4 separate regions of the Mus musculus genome follow, and regions 2, 3 and 4 are each linked to region 1. The links are chromatin contacts, called in public HiChIP or PLAC-seq maps. All regions are on one chromosome and are shown on one strand. The core of a region is the stretch at or near the end of the contact, and the rest is flanking DNA. Distances in the headings are between cores, read along the strand shown.

Evidence for each region. HiChIP or PLAC-seq counts read pairs in DNA pulled down with a chosen protein or histone mark.
Region 2: a contact with region 1 is called in an H3K27ac HiChIP or PLAC-seq map of embryonic stem cells, with 3 times the contacts expected there. The contact joins two enhancer-like sites. A contact is called at or near these places in 6 of 39 promoter capture datasets (the C10 cell line, cranial neural crest, embryonic stem cells and 3 more), 1 of 15 datasets of contacts at CTCF or cohesin (pro-B cells), 10 of 484 Hi-C or Micro-C datasets (CD4 T cells, ECoMG myeloid progenitors, the HL-1 cell line and 5 more), 23 of 115 datasets of contacts at active chromatin or transcription factors (the 230-238 cell line, CD8 T cells, T-cell acute lymphoblastic leukemia and 12 more) and 1 of 9 other capture datasets (embryonic tail).
Region 3: a contact with region 1 is called in an H3K4me3 HiChIP or PLAC-seq map of embryonic stem cells, with 31 read pairs. The contact joins the promoter of Cort here to the enhancer-like site in region 1. A contact is called at or near these places in 3 of 39 promoter capture datasets (liver and pre-B cells), 3 of 484 Hi-C or Micro-C datasets (the HL-1 cell line and liver), 2 of 115 datasets of contacts at active chromatin or transcription factors (the 230-238 cell line and embryonic stem cells) and 4 of 9 other capture datasets (adipose tissue, embryonic trunk, liver and 1 more).
Region 4: an H3K27ac HiChIP or PLAC-seq map of embryonic stem cells shows a contact between it and region 1, with 11 read pairs. The contact joins two enhancer-like sites. A contact is called at or near these places in 9 of 39 promoter capture datasets (the C10 cell line, cranial neural crest, embryonic stem cells and 5 more), 1 of 15 datasets of contacts at CTCF or cohesin (stem cell-derived epiblast-like cells), 16 of 484 Hi-C or Micro-C datasets (the AtT-20 cell line, the CH12 cell line, the G1E-ER4 cell line and 5 more), 24 of 115 datasets of contacts at active chromatin or transcription factors (the 230-238 cell line, craniofacial prominence, embryonic basal ganglia and 9 more) and 1 of 9 other capture datasets (embryonic stem cells).

Annotation. Positions count from the first base shown.
Region 1 is chr4:148,911,543-148,914,923 of GRCm38.p6, reverse strand. All of the region lies in intron 4 of Casz1 (castor zinc finger 1), which reads right to left. Gm15969 (a long non-coding RNA gene) reads left to right here. Exons shown (of 3, transcript XR_003955174.1): 2 at 540-727; 3 at 1,306-1,354. Among named protein-coding and RNA genes, the nearest start is that of Gm15969, 4.6 kb to the left of the region's middle. Within about 2 kb of position 1,518, at least 22 of the 459 cell types and tissues checked have an H3K27ac peak or open chromatin away from gene starts, as enhancers often do. A contact at or near this core is called in the N1E-115 cell line and embryonic stem cells, where this site is marked.
Region 2 is chr4:148,679,004-148,682,384 of GRCm38.p6, reverse strand. No RefSeq gene overlaps it. Among named protein-coding and RNA genes, the nearest start is that of Gm572, 37 kb to the right of the region's middle. Within about 2 kb of position 1,649, at least 35 of the 459 cell types and tissues checked have an H3K27ac peak or open chromatin away from gene starts, as enhancers often do. A contact at or near this core is called in the N1E-115 cell line and embryonic stem cells, where this site is marked.
Region 3 is chr4:149,125,244-149,128,624 of GRCm38.p6, reverse strand. Cort (cortistatin) reads left to right here and starts at 1,862. Exons shown (of 2, transcript NM_007745.4): 1 at 1,862-2,098; 2 at 3,152-3,381. The coding sequence starts at 1,979. The coding sequence ends at 3,361. It overlaps Cenps (centromere protein S), which reads left to right. Exons shown (of 5, transcript NM_027263.2): 5 at 1-276.
Region 4 is chr4:148,722,569-148,725,949 of GRCm38.p6, reverse strand. No RefSeq gene overlaps it. Among named protein-coding and RNA genes, the nearest start is that of Gm32897, 23 kb to the left of the region's middle. Within about 2 kb of position 1,494, at least 33 of the 459 cell types and tissues checked have an H3K27ac peak or open chromatin away from gene starts, as enhancers often do. A contact at or near this core is called in embryonic stem cells, where this site is marked.

The sequences.
Region 1 (3,381 bases), core at 269-2,768:
GGGGGCAGTAGGCCAAGCCTGGGCTCCAGGACTCCTCTCCCCTCCTCTCACTACCATGACCCCCAGCCAAGTTGTCAAGTGATGACAGTTCAGGGGGTCTACACAGTTCCAGCTAGACTCTGGGAAGTGAGCAAACGGGCTGGTGTCAAGGCGGACCTGGAGTAAGCCTGTCAGAATGGCAGGGTGGGGTGGGGAAAAGGAGTCAGTGATGTATGAAGTCTGCCTTGTACCCCCTAGCTCTTCTTGGGGTGGCAAACCAGCCTGATCTCCTTTAGAGAACCAATGTGACACTGGGACAGTGTGCCAGCACAGCTCCTGGGCAGAGGCAAACCAGTAAAGAAAAAGGTGCCCCGTGGGTTGTGTGAGACCCTTCCAGACAACAGGCCCTAGAGTTCGCCCTTGGCTACTGGTGTGGCTGTGGCCGTCTAACACCAGGATGTGAGGCCAGCTCCTGATGGATGAGCGGCTGAACTTGGAGCCTGCATCTTAGGACCCCCCCCCCCATCTGCTCCCCTCTGGTCCTCCTCTAATCCACACAGGTCCAAACAACCCTCCTTCTCAGATGCTTCTCCGAGCTTCTCAGATGCATCTTGAGTCCCTATTGGCACTGCTCAACCTGGCCCTCAGGATCCTAGAGGACCATCTGAAGTCTCTTGGGAAGCCTGTAGGCTAACAAGGACACACTGTGCGCCGCTTCCCAACCACCGAGAGAGAAGCAGCAACATGAGTGAGTTCAGGGGGCTCCTGGAGGTTACCTGATCCTGCTGAGTGACAGGCAAGGAAGGTGACACAAGGCTGCCCTGGTTCCTTTGCTTCCTGCACTGGGCCCATCACACGAGCCTGTATGTCTCTCTTACCTCCTTACCTGTGACTCATCACCCCAAGGACAGAGACAGAAGAGGCTGCACAGCCACAGTCTATGGGCATCCGCCCACTTCTTGCGGCTCTCTGTCCACTGAACTGGGGTGAGCTTCATTCCCACTTTACCCAGACCATCGTGCCTGGCCCAGCTGGGCAGAGGTGGAAGGGTAGATAAGAAAATAGGTTCTGAGTCCTAGAGACACCTACTGTGGGATGACACAGCTCAAACTCTCCTCCATGCCAGGTAGTACCGTGAGGCTACACAGTATACCCCAGGCCTCCAGAACACTGACCGCTACGCAGAGGGTCCAACCTCAATCCTAGGCCTGGCCTCCCTTCTCCTAGGCATCCTTCAGGGGCCCTAGTGACCATATCATTTGTGAGACGCCCTCTAGATCATCCCCTCCTCTGGTCCTCATCTCTGACCCCTGTTCTTGTTTGTAGGCCCTCTACAGTAACAACTCCTCCATCCACCTCATTTGACCAAGAGATCTACAGGACGGAACTACTGTTCAGCACAGTGTCTGTCCAATAAATATTTACTGAAATGAACACAGACCGCTAAGAGCTTCTTGCGTTGACTAGGGCTGAGCGGAGGACCCAGGGTGTGGCCTGACTTCTTAACCAGACCCTGCCTAGCTCTAAAAACCTTTCCTGCTTGCTGGGGTGGGGACTCCCTGGGTGGGACTCAATTGACACTGTGAGTGTCTTGCCCTCTTTAGCCCCAGGCTCACCTCCAAATGCCCTTCACAGGACTCTGCCCAGAGAACAAAGAAGGCCCCAGTTGTTCCTGCATTTCTCTGTAAGAGGAACAACTGTTGCTGGTCAGTCCTTTCTGAATAAACCCAGCAACTGTTTGCAGCGTAGAGCAATTTTCTCCCTCTGCCTTGTCCTTGTCCCAAAAAGGAGAAAAGGAGATTAAAAAAGAAAGATGGGGGAGAGCCCATACCAAGCCCCACAAACTCCCTACACCCGCTCTCAAGTCTGTCTGGAAATGTTATGAGCACAAAGAGCACAAGGACAGCCACCTGCTGTCCCTGACAACTGGGACAGCCGCAGCTAAGGGACAGGCTGTGAGATCAGGACCCAAAAAAAGGAGGTGAGAAAGTGGACGGTGGAGGGAGGCAAGGGGGGTTTGAAGAGGGACAACAGGAAAGATCAAAACCAAGAAGGTGTGGGGAGGGGGGCATCTGGCCAGGACCTGCAGGTACAGAGACCCATACAGCCCAGATGGCTCCTGAAAGTCAGGCAAAATGGAATGGAGGGGTGCTCTGTGGGACACTGGATGTGATGGGGGTGGTGAAGAGGGAGAGAAGAGGAGGACTGGAGAAGAGGGAACGAGGTCTATTAAAATCCTCTCAGTGCATAACACAAAATGTCAGGGTTTATAGCTTCATTCTTGGCTTTGCTGGGACTGAGAACCCTGAACAGAAATGTCACCGCTTGTCATGTTTAATCACCTGCTGTTTGTTAACACCTCCCCTGCAAGGAGCCTGTCTCAATCTGCCCCTGGGCCCCCAAGGGACCTGGAAACTGAAAACATCCAGGCTTCTTCTCAGGGGCTCTTAGCCCTGCCTCGGGTTCCCGGGAGCTCCTTCTGCCGCCATCTGTAGACTTGCAAGGAGTCCCAGGATGACCCTTCTTATCAAGAGGGTCATGACCCCACTGGCAGGAGCTGGCACGCTTGGCTTGGAAGAGCCTGGTCATCCATCGCCTGCCCTCCAGACTATCCCACCTGCTGCCTCCACCCAGAGCCTAGAGAAAGTCAGTCAAGGAAGGCCTGAACTTCACTGCTGCCAGCGTGACCATCAATGGCTACAGCACATCTATCTCATCTACCCTTATCCAAGCACACCGACTGTGGTTCTGGCTTGGTTCCCTCTCAGACCCCCTCCTTTCTGGGTTGTTTAGGAATGCCCATCCCTACTGCTTTGTAACTTCTCCCTCTTGGGCAGGGTAGATATCTGTAGTGCCAGGGTGGTTATGCCCCAAGTACCCTCCAGTCTCCCTAAGAACACTGCGATGCTCCCCACCTCCTAATTCATAATTTGGTCAAATCCGGCAAAGCACTCAGGTTCTCTCAAACCCACACAAGCAAAAAGGGGGCAAACCTAGTTCAGGGTTCAGGCTGAGCCCCACTCCATCAGACAGCTGTTTGCAAAGCAGCCACTCTGCTCTCCATAGTTCCCAAGGTAACCCTGTGAGTTCTAGCAGTGGGGGGCTGTTCCTGAACTGACTAAAGTGGTCTCTCAGTGGGCCATGGGAAGCATCTCCCTCCTCCTCCTCCTCCTCCTCCTCCTCCTCCTCCTCCTCCTCCTCCTCCACCACCACCTCCTCCTCCTCCTCCTCGGCCTTCACAAGAGTACACTGTATAAACATGAACCTGAAGACGTGTCTCCTAGGAGAACAAAGCTCATCTAGATGGCTGCCACAAGTGCTTCTGTCTGGTCTGCTCACCTCTATCTCACCAGGGACGAGTCAGTCAGAGGGTCCCACCCTGGCAGCCCTCCCTGGGGACAA
Region 2 (3,381 bases), core at 400-2,899, 230 kb after region 1:
AAACTCCCCGTGCCCTCCAGTGTCCCCCGCAATCACTTACCTAATATTAGGATATTAAAAAATATGGCAAGATTTTAAGAGACTTATTAAAATGCAATTAGCAGCATGTTCGACCTAAGCAGGGAGATTATTTTTAAAAATGACTTGATTGTGCGGAATACCACGCACCTTCCTGAGGCCGTAAACCTGCCAATCACACACACTCAGAAAGGAGATTTCCCTGCTGCCTTTGCCCTTCAGGATTTTCTCGCGCCCCCACCCTCCCCACCGCCGCCCCGGGACTATGAAGGTGGTGCCCCCAAAACCTACAAACTCTGCCCATTTGCACGTAGTTACACTAAGACTATCTGAAAGACCCCATTGGGAGGAAATCAATGGGTTAGTCAAGTCCAAAGATAAACTTGTCGAAGCTTAAGAAGACAGCCAGAGAGTGGGCAAGACAGGGGAGGGAAACCCTACCCCACCTTATGGGGAACTGTTCTTTGATAGGAAAAGGCTGAAGAGAAAAGCTGAAAGGAGGAGGAAGACTTCCTAGGGAGAGAGTTACCGCTGACCTCTTCTGAGGGTTGTACCCCAGAGGCCCCCCCACCCCTAAGCCCCCAACCCTTGTAGCAGCCCCAGGTCAGGCTGGAACAGTGTGTTATGCTGCCCCCTGCTGGCTGCTCTTTACATTGCAGCTCCACTTTTAACTGGAGACCCAGCTTCAGGCTCTGGGGTCCAGTGTCAGCCATTCTCCATCTAGAAGGGCCACGAGGACCGCCGCCCACGACCCCACCACCACCTTTAACCAAGATCTCTCCCAGGCAGGACTCGGATCTACAGAGAAGCATGCACTGGTGTCGTGGGGAACTCTGCGGTGAGTTCCCATGCAGCCCCGCCCTGGCTGGAGGAGTTTATCAAATGTGCTTTCTGCTTCCTGGCATTAGGCTCCCCTGGCACTTTTATTCCAGCCATAAAAAGGCTATTTCATTGAGAAATAAAGTCCCATCTCCCTGACGTGTAACTCCTTTCAGAGCTCTTACTCAACTGCCAGGCAAAATTTATGCTTCCTGGATGCTCTCTCTTGTGATTGCAACTGGAAATTGGGCAGAAAGCTGGAAGGCAGATCTCCTTCCTGGCCAATAGGACCTGGGTTTGTTTCTTTGGTCTAAAGGAATTCTGAAGACTCAAGGTGTGCTGGAAGGATTCCTTGCCTAAGAATATGAAGACCTTGAGTTACTATTTTCCAGCTATCTATGTGACCTTGGATCAGGCTGTGAGCCTCAGTTTCTGCATCCATAAAATGGAAACAATCGTTTCTTTCTTCCTCAAAGGGGTGGTCCTGCTTACAGTGGGCAGATGGTGGTGGCAAGACTTTGAAACAGAATGTAGCCTTTATTTTAGAGGCAAAGGAGTTCTTTGACTTAGGGAGTACCAGTCTCCTCTCTCTCTCTCTCTCTCTCTCTCTCTCTCTCTCTCTCTCTCTCTCTCTCTCTCTCTCTCTCTCTCTCTCTCTCTCTCTCTCCCTAGCAGTTGTTTTCTTGTGTGCAATGGAGCACCTCCTGAATCCACAGGAAGTCTTGTTAGAATGCAAACTATCAGGCCTCACTGACTGAATTTCTTGATCTGTCATCTGGGGTGTGGTCCAATTCATTCGTTAAGATAATGCAGTGGCCCAGCTAGACTTTGGTAACTGAGGGACATTCCAAGTTTAATAATTTGCATATCTAAACTGAGCAGGGTGGGACTTGGCTGTAATCTCTTTAACTGAGAGAAGGAAAACTGGAAGATCAGAAATTCAAGGTCAGCCTTGGCTACACAGAGGGTTCCAGGGCAGCCTGGGCTACATGACACCCTGTCTCAAAACAAAACAAAAACAAAACCACCCTAGTGATTTGTGTTTCTAGTGAATTCCCAGGGAATGTAGGCATTGCTGGCTGGGGACCTCACTCTGAAGGGCACAGTGCTGGGGTGTGGAATGGCTCACCCTGGGTCTCCAAAGAGGAAAAAGGAGGGCTGGGGAGAGGAGATAGGCCTGAGACATAGTTCAGTTGGTAGGGTTCTTGCCTAGCATGCACGATGCCTCCGGTTCCATGTCCAGCCTTATATGAGTGACATATGGCAAGGCCGTTCATGCCTGTAATCCCAGCACTCGGAAGATAGAGGATCGGGAGTTCGGTTACTCCCTAATCTGGAGAATTACTGAGTTGATAATAAGTACAGTTCCAGTTTAAGTGAGATTCAAATACCCAACAGAGACTTGCAGCCGGCGCTAAAAGGGTATGCCGTGACAGGAAGCCATCACGGGAAGCAGAGGACATCTGAGAGTCCAGGGCCACAGGCTTGGTACTCACAGAGGCAAACCCAGGGATTTTCTGGCTGTGTTGACTGCTGCGCAGGACAGACAAGGAAGAAGTACAGTGTATGTATGCTTACTGGCTGAGACTCTGGGGAGGAGAAGATTAGAACCCAAGGGACCCAAATGATGTCTAATCACATTGAATAGCCTAGACTGGCTAAGACCCCACAACCCCAACCCCACAGAACCCCTTTCCACGATGTCACGGCACACAGATGTGTCAGGCATAAACAGATGCCTGCCTGCAAGACCTGGGAGGTCTCGGCAAGAAAATTAGATGTCCCCAAGGCAGGGACGATGTTCACGAGTATGCCTGCCATAGCCCCAGAATTGGTCATGGGTACCATTCTGGCCCTGGCACATCAAGTGTAGGAGGGGCCATAGAGTCAGTGTTGTTACGTCTTAAAAGAGAACAGGAGTCCTGCATGGAACCCCGAGCACTTTTTAATTAAAGAAGACTTCCCACTTTTGAGAGGGTGAGGAGAGTTAGCTGAGGGGAAAGAAATGGCTGCCTATTGTTTATTCTGCCTGAGAAGAGCATCCAGAGCCCAGGCCAAGCCAGGCCTAGCCTCTTCCTGCCCTGGGAATTGCTGGACCATTCATAGCGATCATTTTATTTTATTTCATTTTATTTTATTTTATTTTATTTTATTTTGATACAGACTTGTTTGTTTGTTTGTTTGTTTGTTTTGGTTTTTCGAGACAGGGTTTCTCTGTATAACCCTGGCTGTCCTGGAACTCACTTTGTAGACCAGACTGGCCTCGAACTCAGAAAAAAATCCGCCTGCCTCTGCCTCCCGAGTGCTGGGATTGAAAGGCGTGTGTCACCATGCCCGGCTTGATATAGTCTTATTTACCTATGTCAAGCTGGTCTTGAATGTGCCATGTAGCTCAAAATGAGCTTGAACTTCCACCTCTGGTGTGCTGGAATTCCAGATGTGTACCACCGCTGTGCTGGGGATCAAAGCCCTGAGCCTCACGCTAGGCGAGTTCTCTGCCTGCTGAGCTCTATCTATCATCACTTGGGGCCTGATGACTTCATT
Region 3 (3,381 bases), core at 613-3,112, 210 kb before region 1:
CCTGCAAAGCCACCTCACGCGTCACGGGGCATAGGAAAGGCTTGCACTTGGGTGGCACAGCGTGACTTAGTGACTGGCAAAGTGGGCTAGCAATCAGCTGTGCTGGCTGTCGGGGTGAGCTTAGTCCTTCACTGTTTATTTCCCAGGTCGAATGCGGGTCTCAGCAGGGTGAATAAATAAAGCTGTGTTTGCTGAGCCCAGCTGCTGTGGCTTCAGGTCTCAGCCTCCATCGCGGTGACTGGTGGTCCCTGGGAATAAATAAAGCTGTGTTTGCTGAGCCCGGCTGCTGTGGCTTCAGGTCTCAGCCTCCATCGCGGTGACTGGTGGTCCCTGGGAATGAAATCTCTTACTCTTCAGGGCTGATTTCAGAAGCAGGGCTTTGTGGCTTTTCTAGCAGGTCTATAGAATTAAGCCTTGGCTCTCCCGAGGAGATGTCTGCTTGAAGGGAAAGTCTGGAGTGTCCCAAGGGCCCTGTCCTACTGTTGCTGTGTCCTGAAGGATGTAAGGTGTTCAGGGCCTGCCTTCTTTCCCTTGTGGAGTGGTAGGGGAGCAGAGGGATAGCTCGCTGGGTGTAGGCAAAGCCTGATGACCTGAGCGTCACCCCATGGTGGAAGAGGGACCTCGGGAAGGTCTCTAGAGCGGGGCGTGTTTTACTTTGGAAGGAGCCGACTTTCAGTTGCTTTGTTTCAGTCTCGAGCCTCCCTTGGATCTTGGTGTTCTCTAGTGTCTGAGATGGGGTTTCAGGTCTGTCTGCATATGCGGGGTCCATCCCTCACATCCCCACAATTCTCAACCTGGACCTGTGAAGGGCCAGGAGGTGGCCCAGGACTTTGTCACTGTCTTGGGAAGGAAGTGGGCTGTCAGCTGGCCGAGTCCAGGTTTCTCAGGAAGTGACTGTGACCTATACAAAGAAAGCATCCCTTACACTTGGCCAGTCTATCGACGTGCATGTCTACATTTTCAAAAATGGTATCTATGACGGGGAGAGGGAGATGCACGTGTGTGCTACAGCGGGAGTGTGGGTCAGAGGTCAAGTTTGTTAGGAACCGGTGTGTTCTTCCGTTTTACCATTATCTGGGGGCCAGAGTGGAGCTGCAGGTTACCAGGGTTGCATCGCAACTGCTGTGCTCAGTGAACCATCTTCCTGGCCTCGTTTCTTTCTATCTTTTTTTTTTTTTTTTTTAAAGAAATGTGCAAACTGCTGACCTGGGCATCTTGGAAAGCCCTAGACCAGGAACTCTGCAAGTGTGCATGTCACTGAGAGGCCCAGGACAGCGTCCGTGGCACTGAGATGCAGAAGGCCTTTGGTCCCGTCTCTCTTCTGCATCCGCATCTATACTTGAGCGAGTCAAAGGTCTAGCCTGGGGCAGAGGGCAGTCTGGGACATGCTCTTGGTTCATCCTTCCTTGCGACCTGGTGAACACTGGGGCCATCCTGTGACCCTGGGTCTTCTCTGTACCTGGTTACTTCTGCTCGTAGCCGATTCAGACATGCCTGCTTTTAGCTCCGGGGATGGACGGAACCGTGGTAGGCACGTGCTGGGCTGAGCTGAGCTGCGTCCCAGCCTGCAGTCTTGCTTCTCCTGGGTAAGACCCCACATCTTCAGCTCTTTACCCAGGCCTGATTTCATATTCTGTTAAATCACCCGGCTTTGTTCTGATGGCTTCCTGCTTGCCACAGGCACAATCACAAGGAAGCAGAACTCCCAGAGCAAGCGCGCATGTGTTCTAAAATAAGAGCAGATTCACTCCAAACACAGGAAAAGTCCCGAGTCTTTAATTAAGGGGCTAAATCCAACCCCACAAATGTTTCTTTCTGTGAGAGCTGATTGCTCCGGCTTGTGCGTCACCGCGTGAGTGTGGAGAGGCGTGTAGGTTTTCAATGAACGAGTGCAGACCCCCAAGCAGGTGGTGCTAGAGCTTAAAACACCACAGAAGAGACCCTCGTCCACCAAGCACAGACCTCAGCACGTCCGAGGATGATGGGTGGCCGAGGCACAGGAGGCAAGTGGCCCTCAGCCTTCGGGCTGCTGCTGCTCTGGGGGGTCGCAGCCTCCGCCCTTCCCCTGGAGAGTGGCCCTACTGGCCAGGACAGTGTGGTGAGTGCACCTGCTCAGTTTGTCTCTGTAATTCTGACCACTCAGTCCTGCATGATGTGTTCTGTGTTGTGGTGTGTGTGTGTCCCTAGGATTTTACAACGCCCCATTCAGACCCCTGGTCCCTGTTTGCCCTCAGTTCTCCTAGCCTGGGTCTGTCAGGGACTCCTCTCTGCTGGTGTCTGCTTTGGAGACAGGGATTGCTTCCAGCTGTCACAGCGCTCCACCGTCTTCTCTGCCGTGAGACCAGTCACACGGACTTCCAGAGCCTTAATTTATATACACAGCTATACTCTCACTCGCTCAAATAATTCCTGCCCTCTTGTTCTCCATGGTGTAAATTTTATAATTTCATCAAATGATTTACTTTCTCTTTTTTCCATTTTTGAAAAAGTTCCAAGAAAGAGTCCATAAAGTTGACCATTAAAAGTGGATTTTTCTTTGAGATCACCAGATGAGTTTCAGATGGGTCGTTTATCATCAGAGTACTCCTAGAAACTTCCTGAGGAGTTTGAAAGAAGGCCCAGACTTAGCGACTCAGTCTGTTCTGATTTCTGAACATCCAGGAGGATGTGTGGAGGTGGGAGAGCCTGTGGACCCAGGGCCTCTCAGCTGGCAGCCATTTTGACAGCTTTCCTAGTCTCAGAGCTGAGGACCTCAGCACAGATTATAAGGTAGAAGTTAAAGCACTTTATTTGTTTTCAAGATAAGGCCTCACTGTGTGTAGCCCAGGCTAGCCCAAGCTCACAGTACTCTATCTGCTGTTGCCTCCTGACTGCCGAGTCCAAAGGTCTCTGCTACCATGCTTGAAAAAAATCAGCATTTTTATTTATTTATTTATTTATTATTATTGGACTGGTCTGTTTTTCTCCACTGAGCAGTTTCTCTAGAGTCCGTCTCACTCTGACTTTGAGGGAGTGTGGTTTGTTAAGGAACAGTTTGCTCTCTGTGGGGGGTGGGGGTGGGGGGGCATATCCGAAGGCTGAGTGAGTCCCAGTGAGTGAGTGGTGAGTGGTTGCTTTTCTCTCCTTTGTTATCTGCTTCTCTAAAACACAGCAGGAAGCCACCGAGGGGAGGAGCGGCCTTCTGACTTTCCTTGCCTGGTGGCACGAGTGGGCTTCCCAAGCCAGCTCCAGCACCCCCGTCGGAGGGGGTACCCCCGGGCTGTCCAAGAGCCAGGAAAGGCCACCCCCCCAACAGCCCCCACACCTGGATAAAAAGCCCTGCAAGAACTTCTTCTGGAAAACCTTCTCCTCGTGCAAGTAACCCCACCCTGGGCATAGCAC
Region 4 (3,381 bases), core at 245-2,744, 190 kb after region 1:
CTGGGCTACCTGAGACCCTGCTGCAACAACCACAATTTTAAAAGATGGAGAGGATGCTGGGGATACAGCGTGCACCTAGCACACAGGGGGCCCTGGGTTCAACCCTCCCCCCCAATAATACTTTTAAGGTAATTAAGGTGCTGGCATTTCTTCTTCTGTCATTACTGGTCCCCAAAGCGAGTTTCAGTGACAACCCGTCCCCCAGTGAGCAATCTGGGATGAACAAAGAATTCAACATTTAAATGAAACAGGATCCAGCTTCTTGATATTTTTTTTCCCTTTGCCCCAGGCTCCAATATGGCTCTGCTCAACCATTACTGATCTCAGCTTCATTTAAAATTTTGATTTATTTTTGATCACTGAGGATTTTTTTTGCATTAATTTTTCCCTTAATTTTTTTAACTTATGTAGTTATCACATGTACATGTGCGTGTGGTGTGTGTGCCTGAACGAAGGCCTGTGGGCCTGTGTGCGAGTGCACGCGCGGGCCTGTGTGGCCCTGTAAGGTCAGAGGTGCCTGGTATCTTCTGTCAGGTTCCACCTTTTTAAAAAATTAATCTTTAAATTTTTTACTTATTATCACAGCATGGAGGGCGTGGGGTAAATGGGAACAGGTGCCATGGTGCATGTGTGGCAGTGAGCTCTCTCCTTCGGGTGACCCATGGGTTCCATGGATCTACCTCAGGTCCCCAGATTTCCTCCGTGAGTGACTTCACCCAGTGTCTCCATGCTGATCCCACACTCCAATTTATTGGAGTCTCTTGGTGAGCCTGGGGCTCCCCTGGTCTGATGGTCTAGCCTGCTCTGAGGATCATCCGTGCCCACCTGGACTAGCAGGGTGCCAGTACACCTGCCAGCTTTTATGTAGGCTCGAACTCTTTGTTGCAAAGCAAGCGCTTGAGCCTTTGAGCTATCGTCCACCAAGCCTTTTCATTTTAACCTGAAGCATGATTTCCCTTATCCCTCAAGCTCACTTTGTAGCCTCTGAGGACTGACCTTGAATTTAGGACCCTCCTGCCTCTACTCCAGAGCGAGTGCTGGGATTACAGGTGTGCACACCACATCTAATTTATGTGCCATAGAGCTGTGTCTTTGAGCCACATTCCCGGGCCTTAATTTTTACTTGTCTTGATTTCTCTTATGCAGGGGCCACCGTCACCCCTGATGTTTTGCATTGGAGTGTTTCATTCATCCCCCTCCCCGGGTCCCTGCCTTGGGGAAAGAATGAGCACGCTCTGGCCCTAAGCCCCTATCCACTCACCCGGGATTCCCAGGCTCCTAGGAAGCCAGAGGGCGGAGGCAGGTCCGGGGTATCCGAGAGGGAGGAAGGGAGCTTGGAGAGAGGGGTGTGGGCAGGGAGGGGACGGGGCAGCCCGCCGCCTGATGCGTATCGATTTGCGCTCGGGGTCGGCGCGGGGGCACCACTGCTGGCGGGCGGGGCGACCGCACATTAGCGCGGCGGGGGACCGCTCCCCGGAACGGCTGCGGGCACATTAGACTTCCCGGCCTGGGACGGGCGACCCCCGCGGGCGGGGCGAGCTGGCTCCTGCAAGGCGGGCGCTGTGCTGCGGGGACCCACCCAATGAATGGGCCGTGTACAGCTTCACCTCTGGCTCTCCTGCCTCTAGGCCTCTGAGTCTTCCGTCAGGACTGCTTCATTGAGCCAGGCCAGGTCTGGAAACACAGCACACACACACTACCTTCACCACCACCAGGGCTGTCCATTTCTTTTGCTTTTGTGAGACAGAGCAGGCACCCTGAAGCCCAGCCCAGTCTGGCCTGGAACTTGCAGCAGTCTTCCTGCCTCAGCCTCCTGAGTGCTGGGATGGCAAGCTTAATTACCACATCCATCTCTGGTTCCCCCCCCCCTCCTCCCGCCCTCCAGTCAAGGCTTCTCTAATCCCTGGCACTTCTCTGACCTCTGACCTTGGGGTTGCATTTCCACACCCCTTGAACAACTCTTTTAACAGTATTTTTTGCATTCTTGAGAACTAAAGTGAGCCAGCCCTTTGGGAAATCACTCCTGACCCACACATCCCCAGTGTTGGCATGCATACCCTGGCTGATCCAGAAGCCAAGTCAACAAGGCCCATCCACCATCCTTTGGACAGGGAACTCTTGGGCACCTGGGTAGCCAGGCAGTGGGGCAACATCAAGGTTGAATTCTAGTTCTGCTTCTTAAAAGCTGTGTGGCCTTTGGGCAAGTGAATGAACCTCTCTGTAGGTCTGGGGATGTAGCTCAGTGGTTCAGCATCTGCCCAGCAGAACGGGAACCATAATTCCTGCCCCGGCAGAAAATCCTGGGGACTACGGCAAAGAGTCTTGCTGCAAAAGGCCTGAACTCCCCACGGTGGGTGGGGCACACAGCAAGCAGGACATCCTTTGGGGCTACTGTGGTGGTACTGTCGCAGTCTCGTGGGAGGGGGGATTGGGGAGGGGCGGATTGGCAGTGTGGTTTCTGCCATCTCTGGCTAGCCCCTCCCTCTAGGCTCCACCCCACTTACCTCCCAAATAGCAGAATGCGTCACTTCCGGAATCAGAAAGCTTCCTGTGTCCTGCCTCTTTTCCTCCGGCAGGTTCCTTTCTCCTTTATCCACTTCCGCTCCAGCACCCACCTGCTGCTCCTTGACAAATGTCTGGGGAAAGCTCAGCGGGTTGCCTCCTGGTCTCTCTTCTCCAAGCCTCCCTTCATCTTTGTCTACATTCAGGGCAGCCATGACAGCCAGCCAGGGCAGCCATGACAGCCAGCCGTGGCACCCAGGACCCAGGTCTCAGGCCATCGGAAGTCACTGTCTTCCCTTCTTTCCTCCCGTCCTTGAAACAGGGTCTCACTGTGTAGCCCAGGCTAGCCTCAGCCTCCTGGATACCAAGATCAGACTTCTGCCACCATTTCTGACACGTGGGGGCCTTCTGAATCTCCCTGGCCGCCTTCTCCTCCTCCGCCTTCTTGGTCTCCTCTGTCTCTTGCTTGACCTGACTCTAAAGCAAAGGGGAGTCTTCCTTGTTGCCACAGGCAAACCCTAGGGAGCCCTGATTCTTCTCCACATTCCCACGTCCTGCGACCCCACCCCCAATCCCTAGGACCTCATTCTAACCACCAAGCACCCGCGAGCAATTCCCAGATTTAAATAAGTTGTTACAACCTCTCTCCAAGCCACTGGCCTCTCTGTTCATCTGTCCGTCCCACACCTTGTCAGCCTCTACCTCAGAAAGCCCCCTGAAGATTAGAAAAAAAGTCATTTCATCAAGCCACAAGCAGGAGGTATTGGGAAGTTAGAGGGATGGTTCAATAGGTAAAGTGTCCACCGCTCAAGAGCGAAGACCCAAGTTCAAATACTGAGCACACTTCTAAACCTGTGCAGCAACAATGACCTGTAATCC